Linked DNA regions of Mus musculus: all the other regions are linked to region 2. The links are chromatin contacts, called in public HiChIP or PLAC-seq and promoter capture Hi-C maps. All regions are on one chromosome and are shown on one strand. The core of a region is the stretch at or near the end of the contact, and the rest is flanking DNA. Distances in the headings are between cores, read along the strand shown.

Region 1 (3,489 bases), core at 268-2,767, 1.3 Mb before region 2:
CCGGCTGCTCGACGACATTGGGGGCGTCAGCAACGCCGAGGGCTGTAGGCAGATGGTTGGTAAGGTCAGAGAGGCCTGCAAAGCCTGGCCTGAGAGTCTCCTGGCCGCAAGCTCACTACACCTCTGATGGGGGCAGAGCTTCTGTTTCTACCCTCAGAGAAGGTCAGCCTTTTAGTGTGTGTCCTGAGCAGAGGGCCACTCCCTCAAGACCTCCCGCCTGCTGGAAGGAGGGACACTGAGGCCCCTCCTCTAACATCCCAAGCCCAGGTTCCTGGAAAAGGCTTCAGATCTGTAGCATTACCTGAGGGAGCTTCAACTCATACCTGTTGTTACCCACACCCCCCATTCCCTCACTGATTTACCTCCAGATTCCAGGGGCATGCACCACACTCTTTCCCCTCTCCCTTCTCTCACGTGGGTACTTAGTCATCCAAACCTTTCAAACCTTGGTACTCTAGCCAGACCCACTCCATTTCTAGTGACCCAGTGTGTGCTCTCCACTTCCCCGGGCTGACACCCCTGAAATGCTTAGTGTCCCCTCTCAGCCCACACACAAGTCCTTGGGGGCTCCAAATTATCCAATAGGATCCCTCAGGCAATCTGGGTAATCTCCCAGACTCCCTAGGATTCTACAAGTTGCCCTAACATCTCAACAAAATTCAAGGTGGGCTCGGCTTTAGGTCTTCCCGCCCCCATTCACATCTTACCAGCCTGCTTTTCATCCCTAATTGTCTGGAATCCCTGGGGCTCTCCTGCCCCTGGAAACCAGATCCTCTGAAATCCCACATGGACTCAGCAAGCCTGGGGGGGTCTCTTCCCAATCAGTCTTAGACCTGCTTCCCCCAGGCTTCTCCCTTTCCAAGGACTTCCAGACCATCCACAGGGTATGGGGCCCTCCAGCACTCCGGGGGAGGGGCCTAGAGGGCGGCGACTGGAGGCGGGGTGGAGGGGGAGGTCTGCAAGGGGCAGCAGGGTCGGGGAAGGAAGGCCACTTCCCTGGGGTTGGAGGTTATAGGAGAGAAGGTTGGAGAAGGAGTTTGGAGCAAAGGGAGGGTGAGGCTGGGGGCGGGGAAGGAAGGGAGAGGCCAGGCTGAGGATGAATGGGAGTGGGAGCTGCCCAGGTCTGGGGGTGAGGAGGAGCCGCATGAACCCACCTCACACGTGTCCCGGGAGCCATCTCTCCCTTCTCGGCAGCTCCCGGCGGGTCGGCGGCCATCGGCGGCGGGGGGGCCGGGCGGCGCGGGGCGCTGAACGCTCAGAACGCCGGGGTCCACGGCCCCCCGAGGGCGCTCGGCCCCTCCCTCCGGCGGAGGCCGGGACAGCAGCGAGTGGAGATGGGGAGCGCCGGGGGCGAGGCCCTCCCACGGGCTGCGGCGCGGCCCTTCCAGGGGGAGGTCCTGCTCTGGGGGGCTCAGTCCCTCAGCCCCCCCAGGCCAACGGGGGCTCCTCGGGCGCAGGGTGCTCAGCTTTTGCCCGGGCCCCACTCAGTCCCGGGTATGAGTCTCAGCTCCCCACCCCCACCTTTCCCCAAAGCCCCCGACCCTTAACTGGCCCCTTCCCAGCTCCAACTGCCCAGGGGTCCAGGGAAAGACCAGGGGCCCCCCACCGTTTCCGGGGTTCAAACCCCGCCCACCGCCGGTTCCCGGGGAGGGGGGGGTCGCTGCAACCTGCCCCCCTCCCCTGGGTCCGCCCCTGTACTGCGGCCCCCTGACCTACAGAGACAGGGCGCGCAGAGGGGGGTGAAGGAAGCTGCTCCGGCCCCGCCCCCCCCAGCCTGCACGCGCCCCCGCCCTCCCCCCTTCAAACGCGCGACCCTCAAGATATAAAGATTTAAATAAAATTTGAATAAATCCACTCCTAAAATGGGAGGGTATAAGGAAAGGATGGGGCAGAGGCAGGAAGGGGGTGGGGGCAGTTGGGATGTCTTAGCACCCCTACTCCCCTAGCCTCGCGCTGCTTCGGCCCTGGGCCCAGGTCGCCGCTCTCATCCCTCCTCAGCTCCTTCCTCCTTCCTCCTCTCCTCCCTCTTCCCTCCCTTCTTCCCACCTCCTCCTCCTTTTTACTCCCTCCTTCTCCCAGAGGAACCCCGCCCCCTTCTCCCTCCTTCCTTCACCACCTTTACTTTCCAGGACGAGCGCGTGCAAAGCACGACGGGAGTTGTAGTTCTCCAAATTCTAGCACTATCGTGGGAAAAGTGGGACACAAGGGCCAGCCGGTACTACAAATACGATGGCGAGAAGGATGCCACGCTGGAAGCCGAGCATGGCGGGAATTATAGTCCAGTTGACCCGAGACTCCCCGTAGCAGGACATAGAGAAGGAGCGGGAAGAATGACTACAAGCAAGATGGCCTTTTCCCCCGACCCGACCTCCTTTCCAGGCACTCACACGCCCTCTGGTCCACAACCCTCCGCGCGTGTGGTACCTGACGGGAGTCGCAGTCCAGCTGCTGCCTTCCCGCTGCCATTTCTACTCATCAGGAACAATGGAAAGGTGAAAAGAAACGAGGACTACAAGCAAGATGGCGATCGAGGGGCGTACACCTAATAAGTCGATCTTATGAAGTGGGATGGGAATAGTAGTTTTCTAGCCTTCCTATGTTCCTTTAAGAATGCCAGAACCGGGAGGATAAAGAGACTACCGTAAAGATGGCAGGATACCTAACCTTTCCTGGCTGCTTCATTCTACCACTTGGAGCTCCTCGCCCGCCTGAACTATCAAAATCCCGCACTCGATGATGCAAAGCCAGACGGGAATTGTAGTCTTCCTCGCTCCCCTCTTTATCTTCTGTCGAGACAATGGAAGTGAGCGGGGCGGGGACTACCACAAAGATGGAGGGTGAAGGAGCACATGATGCTATGGGATTTGTAGTCCAACCGCTAATACTATTCTCGGCGGATGTGTAGGAGAGGACTACTACAGAGATGGCAACCTAGTCGCTTGCCCCTCGGTGCCGGTACCTGGTGGGTTATGTAGTCTCTGCTTTAGTTGTACAGAGAAAGGACGCTACTGTTGAAATATGTATCACCGTGAACACGCCAAATTGCTAGCGGACGGAAACGGAAAGTCTCTTTGCTCTTGGCCTCCTTTTCTAAAGGGCTTGCAGGGAAATGTAGTCCCAAGTTTTCATTCTCCAGTGGCGGAGAATTGATGTCACCTGTGGGAATCAGTGCGGGAGAGAGAAACATCGGAGTGACCTGGGAATATAGAATGTCCGCCTTTTCGGATCGTGAAGATTTCATATTTTAAAAGAACGCAAACCATAACCAATATTGTCGCGACAAGGGAGGCGTGGTTCTCTCCGAAAAGTATACCCACGCTGTTGTTCCTTATAAAGACTGGACGTCTCGCACACGATGCTTCCTATCTTAAACCTTTGCAAATTAATACCTTACACGTGGTGCGAACCAAAGGAAGACGACCTTGGAATATACAAAATCTCCTTTCCACCGTAGGAAGTCATCAGACCTAAGTTTCTTACCCGAAAGGG
Region 2 (3,519 bases), core at 403-2,902:
AAGATGGCACCTCTAGACAAACGTTCGTTATGTGCAACAAGTTCTTTATCTATATCCATCTTCTGGGTCACTTGCCTCTGGGTTCCAGGATAGCACTTGATCTAGTCAGCTAGTTGGCTTTGGAGATTTTTAATTTTTTTTTTTTTAAATTTTGAGACATGGTTTTCATTGTTTATCCCTGGCCATCCTAGAACTTGCTGTATATACCAGGCTGGCTTAGAACTCAGATATCCACCTGCCTCAGCCTCCAAAGTGCTGGGATTAAAGGCATTGCTCCTTACTGCCTGGCTTAAATTTTCCAAAATTAATATTATTTTATCTTATATGTGCGTTTTGCCTGCCTGCGTGTATGTACGTGTCCCTGTTGAGGTCATAAGGCATCAGATCCCCTGGAGCTGGAGTTATAGTCAGTTCTGAACCACCATGTGGTTGCGGGGCCTCTGCAAGAGCTGCTAGTCTTTTAATCACTTAGCTCTCTTTCCAGCAGTGTGACTTATTTACATTTTATTACCACTTTGTTTATGTGTATGTGATGGGGGGGGGGTATCACACATGTGTGGTGTGTGTGCCATGTTCTAAGTCAGAAGCCAACTTTCCAACATCCTTTCTCTTTCCACAGTGGGTTATGGGGAGGGAATTCTGGCTAATCAGGTTTGCATAGAAAACACAAGCACTTTTACTGAAAAGGCATCTCACTAGCCTAATTCTGAAAATTTTATTGATGATCTTAGAAAGAGTGATACTCCTTACACTGAGTTGCTTAACTATTAGGATTTAAATTTGAATCTATGGAAAACCATCTTGCCACACCAAGAAGACTAGAGCCCCTCTGTGGGTGAAAGCGACCGACCGCACGAGTAGAGTACAATCACAGATGACAAGCTATAGACATAATCTTTTGGGCCCTGTCAATGATCCCAATCTACTCTGGCCTTTTCAATTACTTCAGCTGTAGTGACGCTGGATCAATGCGAGCTTGGGTTGCTAGAAGGTATTTGTGCGCAAGGTCTCAACAGCACTTTGTACCTTACTTCGTCATCCCTCTAACTTGCCCTGAAGCCTCTCTTGAACTTCAAGCTCTATCTCTATGTACCTACTGATGACCCGCAAGCATGTCCAAAACTGACCTCACTATTGCTGTCCCAACTTTAGTTCCCGTCTAAGGTAGAGCCCTCCAGGACCACCTTGTCCCTTTCCCCTAAAAGACCAAGGTCGTTAAGTTCAGGCTCCGCCCACTCCACTCGGCCTCCCAAGGTCACCGCTACATCGCTCGCCAGATCCCTGGGGGCGGTGTCCGTGTACCCCTCGATGCAGGGCCAGGCGCTCTAGGCTGCAGCCAGCTCTTCAAAGAGCTTTATCATCTCGCTGATTTCTTTTAGTGGGCGGCTACTCTCTCCGCTCAAGTGGCTTCTCTATGGTTAACTTCTCGCCTTTGTCTAGAATTTGCTTCGGATGACGGACCCAACGCCTTCCCACAGCTGCCTCAGTGGTTCCTTTTAGGTACAACTGCCGAAGCCACGGGAGCTTAGTGAGACCTGTGTTGGCGTAGCTCCTGAAAACCTCGGCGCCGAGAACGATGGCGGAAGTGAATACGAAGGTGCCCTCCTTCTTACTGCTCTTCTCTATGGTCGCTTCCTTCCGCGTCGGGGAACCCGTCCCAGCGCCTGCGCAGAAGCGCGTGCTGGGAGCCCGTCGCGGAGGCGGGGGGCACAGGGAGCGGGAGCTGCGGCCGTCGCCGCCGCCGCCGCTGCCGCCGCCGGAGCTAAGCGCGGGGACCGAGATGCAGGTGGGACCGGAACCGGAACCCCCCTCTTCAAGTGCCTCTTTCCTCTCCGGACTCGACCCTGTCGTCTGAGAAGCCTGGGCGGGGGTGGGCGTGGGGGCTCGGGGCTGGAGGGGTGCTCGGCTCCCGAGAGGGCAGCAGATAGTTGGTCCCTCGGAGGCTCCGGCCCAGGGGCTTGTGGAGGGTGTCCAACGACTAGGATCGGGTCCGAGTGATTAACCACGGGGCCCGGAGGGTCCGAACCTGGAGCGCAGCCTGCACCCTCCACCACCCGCCCTTCTGGAATGTCAGAACTAAGCCAAGAGGCAGGTGCACCGGAAAACTGTGACTGAGCCGTCTTGGCAGAAGAGAAACTGAGTCACCAGTCCAGGAACCGCAGGGTCAGCGGGCCTGAAGGGGGCTGGGTCGGCCAGTAGTGCTGAGGGCTGGGTGGGCCTGTGTGAGCCGAGGTAGCCTCTGGCTGGGGACTGTCTCTGCCGTGCCTGCGCCTCTTGGCCCCGATTCCCCTGTGCTCTGTGACTCCCGCATCTCCTGGCTGCTTCTCCCTGGTTTGGAGTTGTCCCTGTGGTTGGAGCCATCGGAGTATGTAGGAAAGGCCAAGGAGGAAGGGGAGGGGGGGGGGGTCTCTGACTTGCAGCTTGGTTGTAGGCTTGATGAAGAGGCTGGCATCACTGATAGTTTGGGTAGACTTTCCTGAGCCGTCCAGAGGTGTCTCCTTTCAGTCGATCATAGGGCAGGACCACTCACCAAAGAGCCACCGGTTGTAAATTACATATGGAGCTCTGTCACTTTCTAGCTGTGATGTAAGAGTTGGGGCACCCGCAGAAGCGCTTCCTTTCTGGAGCGCAAATGGGACCCATCATACTGTCCTCCCCCATAAAAAATAGTTACAGTGGCAGTGATGTCTTGTGTGCTTACTGTGGAAAGCATAGACATGTTCCTTGTCATTTCATTTCTCCTGACAACTGTAGCAGGTAGCGGTTAGTAACTGTGTTTTACAGAGACAAAAGCTAGGTTCACACAGCTAACAGGTGGACTGAGCTGGGGCTTGAGTCCAAAACTCACAGGTACACTCCCCAGGGAGTGAAAATTCCTGAGCCCCGGCTCCGTGCGATGCCTTACTTCTGTGGCTAGTAAAGACTTGTCCTGACCCAACACACCATCTCTTTTTCTCTAGCGCTGCTATCACTCAGCCCTAGACTGTAGGGGCAACCCAGAGATTGGCCTTCAGCCAATCCAAGTCTTCCCACAGGGCTTAAGTGCTGGGTTATAGGATCAGCTTCGAAGACAACTGAGCCTTCAGTCCAACTTCCACTCATTGGACCTATGATGCAAGGTCTTTAAAGGGTGTAATCCCTGCACCCTTTGGTCCCCTGAGAACAGAGCAGTGGGAGCTGTGGTCGAGGCTGGTCCAGCATATCCCTGGAGACTAGAACTGTGCAGTGGGAAATGCGGTAGACTCTGAGTTCTGGAACTTGTTTGAATCTCTGTTTGAATCTCCGTTTCCTCATCTGTAAGAGGTTAGTAAGTTGTCTAAGGAAAGGTAAAATGACCTTGTAGAGCCCTCTGGAATGGCACACTTAAAATGTGTGATAGTTAGGGAAGGTTTTGTCTTAGAGAAGGGATGGCAGTGATCTTAAGAGTCCCCTGTGGGGTAAGATGCTCCAAGGCCCTTTCCTGGGTCCCACAACAGGGAGAGGGGTGACAAAGGCAGCAGGATTGGGCTTAGCATCCTT
Region 3 (3,251 bases), core at 671-3,170, 1.1 Mb before region 2:
CACACACAAAGTTACAAAGTGATAGCTTTCGGGGCTCAGGGAGTTAACTCACATCCTGCCTTTATGTAAGCAGTGTCTGACTTCAACAGACATCCTGCAGGTGCCTTAGTTTTCTCCAGCAAGCAAGCAGTTTTTTGTTTTGTTTTGTTTTTTTTTTAAACAAAACTAGTGGTTAGTTCCCAGGACCCATTGTCTTGCAAGGACAATAGAGGCAGTTTCTTAAGTTTAGCTTGCAGTTCAGGGCAGTCCTTATCTTAGGCAAGTTTGCTGTCAGGGTGCATTTTACTAACTAGCAGTTTACAAACTGAAGCAGTTTTCTCATTGATTTGTTAAGTATAGCAGTCTTTAAATTTTGAACGTTATTCATTATTATAAGTCAATATTTATTTATTGGTGTTTTAACATGTAGCCTCACTGTGTAGCCTAGGTTGGTCTTTTCCCCCCATTAATTTATTTATTCACTTTATATCCCCATTGCTGCCCCCTTCTTCCCAGGCCTGCCCCTATCCCCCTTCCCTTCTCTTCTGAGAGGGTGGAGCCTCCCCTGTTTCTATTCCCTCACCCTGGCACATCAAACATAGCTAGATGCATCCTCTCCCACTGAGACCAGACAAGGCAGCCCAGTTAGGGGAACAAAATCCACAGGCTGGCAAAAGCTGTAGAGACAACCCCTGATCCAGCTGTGGAGGACTCACATGAAGACCGAGCTATATACATCTGCTACATGTGTGGGGGAGGGGGGTTTGACCCAGCCAGTATATATTCACCTAGGTTGGTCTTAATTCATGGTGATTTTCCTGTGTCAGCTTGCAGTGCTAGAGTCACAGCTATTCACTCCCATACAGGGCTTGGAATTTATTTATTTATTTATTTATTTATTTATTTATTTATTTATTTATTTAAGGTTTGAAACGAGTCCTATTGTGCATCCCAGGCTGATCCTGAAGTCCAACTCTTGATTCTCCTGCCTCAGCCTACTAATGGCTGAAGATTACAGGTGGTGTGCTTAGCTACTATGGAACTTTTTGAGGGTAGAATGTTCAATTGTTCAACTCTGGTCTCCTCACACCTGGGTTCATTGAAAACTGTGGCCTCGAACTTTACCTCACATCTCATGTCTTGATTAATTTGCCTTGTAAAATGGGGATGATTCTAAGTCCTCTCTCAGGATGTGGTGGGGAGAAAATGAGACACAAGCAGGAACAGTTTGGGAGCCCTGTGAGGTTCCTTGTTTAGAAACAGGGTCTCGCTAGGTAGCCTGGAGCTATGTGGGCCACGAATATTTTGAACCTTCAGGTCCTCCTGCCTCTGTCTCCCAAGCAACGGAATTACAGGAATTCACCACTACTTCTTGCTCCCTAAGTTTATGGAAGGATTGCCCTGCAGTGAGTTGCATACCTTACCACCGAGCTGCTGGGAAGGGGTAATGCTTGCCTACCTTGTCAGTTTCTTCCTCCAGGGAGACCTGACCACCGGTGGGGGGGTGAGAGGTGGGTAAGAGGGTCCGTAGCGCTGGGTAGCCTTGCCTGGCCCATTAGCTTCTGCTCTTACCGCTAGGTCAGCCCACCCAACCTTTGCTTTCACCTCCTAATCACCAACCCAGGCATACCAGCCCCAGTCCTGGGTGAGTCCAAACAAAGGCGGGTCTCAGGGGACCCGCGGCGGCCGAATCTGAGATCAGCTTAACTGAGCGGCTGGCAGAGTCTTTGGAGAGAATGGCCAGAAATCCGAAGACCTTCGCCGGCCTCTGAGCTCCCCCAAAAGCTGATCTTCCGTGATTCCACTAGACACTGGGAGAGGGGCGTCATCAGCCACCTCCTTGCTTCCATACCCACCCCCTCATTTTTTCCCAGGCTGTGGGAGGCAAAGGGTTAAATCCCATAGAGCTGATGTTCTGACTCCAGGCTAGAGGGGCCCGGGAAGCTGGGGTCACTTCCTGCTCCGTCCCAGTCACCCTGAACTGGTCCCCGGGTCCTCAGCCTGGAATCACCCCTTGAGAAGGACCCTAGAGTTCCCGGCATCTAGCCCGTCCCCCGAGGCAGGGCACTTAAGGGGTTAAGTCCCCTGGGGCTGGCCTCTGCCTTTCGGCTTTTCCCAGACCCCAGAGCCGTGAGTTGGGGCCGCCTGGGTTCCCGGGGTGGCCTGGAGGCCCGGGACAGCCGCCGGGGAACAATAGGGCCAAGGAGGCGGCGACGGGCGAGGGGCGCAGGCCGGGCCCGGGGCGGCGGGGGACGGCGGCCGGGGGATTGTGAGAACCGCGCGGGGACCGCCGTGGGGGAGGGGAGGCGCGCGCGCCCAGAGAGCGAGTCCGGCCGGGGGCGGCGAGGCGGCCGCCGCTCTCCCGGAGCCGGGCAGCCTGGGCGTCCGCGGCGGGGAGGGAACGCCGGCGGCTCGCCTGGGCTTTGGGAGCCGGGGACAGGGTGGGTGCTCCCGGCCGGAGGCGCTCAAGTCTTGGTCCGCCGGGGTGCGGGGGGCGGCGTCGAGGGCGGTCCCGCTGCCTCCTGGTCAGGGTCACCCTGGGCCGCGCGCACCTCCGCGGGAAGGCAGCCGTCTCCGGCAGTCCTTCCCGCCTCGGTCCTCTGGGGGTCGTCCGGGGCAGGAGGCTGGCGCTCTTGGGCCTGGGCTGGTTCCCAGTAGTAGTCGCCTCGCAGTCTTTGCTACTTCTTGCATGTGGCCTGGTTATTAACTCTTTCCCTTCTACGGTAGGCCCTTGAGTTTTAAGTTTCTCTGTCCAAGTATCTAAGCTCCTACCTGTTCTCGGTCAGCTCAGCAGGGTAACCTTCTCCTCTCCGGGGGGCCCCCATCTCTCCCTAAAAACACTTAGAGATAGGGGATGGCTAACTCACTTCTCGGCTGCATTAGCAGTTGGTCAGCTGTCCATTGCTTCACCTGCTTCACACCCCAGCTACCTCTTGGTGAGCTTTGTCCTCTTTGTCCCTGTGCACAAAGTACCTATGCACACTGTCACCCCGAGGGTAGATTATTCCAGGGATTCCGTTAGATGTCAGCGCCCTCCTGCAGCCCTGTTCTCTCTCCTGGGGATCACCCCCGGGATTTTGAGTGACAGATATGACTCCTTCCCCTGGGGGCTCACTCTGACGAACTTATGTCACTTTTCTGACATCGATCTGCAAACTGATCTTAAAAGACACTGAACAAGATAGGCTGGCTTTCTGGGAGCATGAGGTGTCCAGCTCACTCAGTCCTCCAGCAGAGTTTTTACTGGGTACTTGTCCTAGGTGTGTGATGAA

The links. HiChIP or PLAC-seq counts read pairs in DNA pulled down with a chosen protein or histone mark. Capture Hi-C pulls out chosen DNA fragments and counts their contacts.
Region 1: a promoter capture Hi-C map of adipose tissue shows a contact between it and region 2, with 2.5 times the contacts expected there. The contact joins the promoter of Fbxl19 here to the promoter of Sh2b1 in region 2. A contact is called at or near these places in 2 of 39 promoter capture datasets (embryonic stem cells and liver), 2 of 484 Hi-C or Micro-C datasets (CD8 T cells and uterus), 2 of 115 datasets of contacts at active chromatin or transcription factors (astrocytes and embryonic forebrain) and 2 of 9 other capture datasets (adipose tissue and liver).
Region 3: a contact with region 2 is called in an H3K4me3 HiChIP or PLAC-seq map of embryonic hindbrain, with 4 times the contacts expected there. The contact joins the promoter of Zfp629 here to the promoter of Sh2b1 in region 2. A contact is called at or near these places in 1 of 39 promoter capture datasets (liver) and 1 of 115 datasets of contacts at active chromatin or transcription factors (embryonic hindbrain).

Annotation. Positions count from the first base shown.
Region 1 is chr7:127,744,803-127,748,291 of GRCm38.p6, reverse strand. It overlaps Fbxl19 (F-box and leucine-rich repeat protein 19), which reads right to left and starts at 1,517. Exons shown (of 11, transcript NM_172748.2): 1 at 1,155-1,517; 2 at 1-42. The coding sequence starts at 18.
Region 2 is chr7:126,473,263-126,476,781 of GRCm38.p6, reverse strand. Sh2b1 (SH2B adaptor protein 1) reads left to right here and starts at 1,652. Exons shown (of 9, transcript NM_001289541.1): 1 at 1,652-1,786.
Region 3 is chr7:127,613,941-127,617,191 of GRCm38.p6, reverse strand. It overlaps Zfp629 (zinc finger protein 629), which reads left to right and starts at 1,920. Exons shown (of 3, transcript NM_001362196.1): 1 at 1,920-2,109.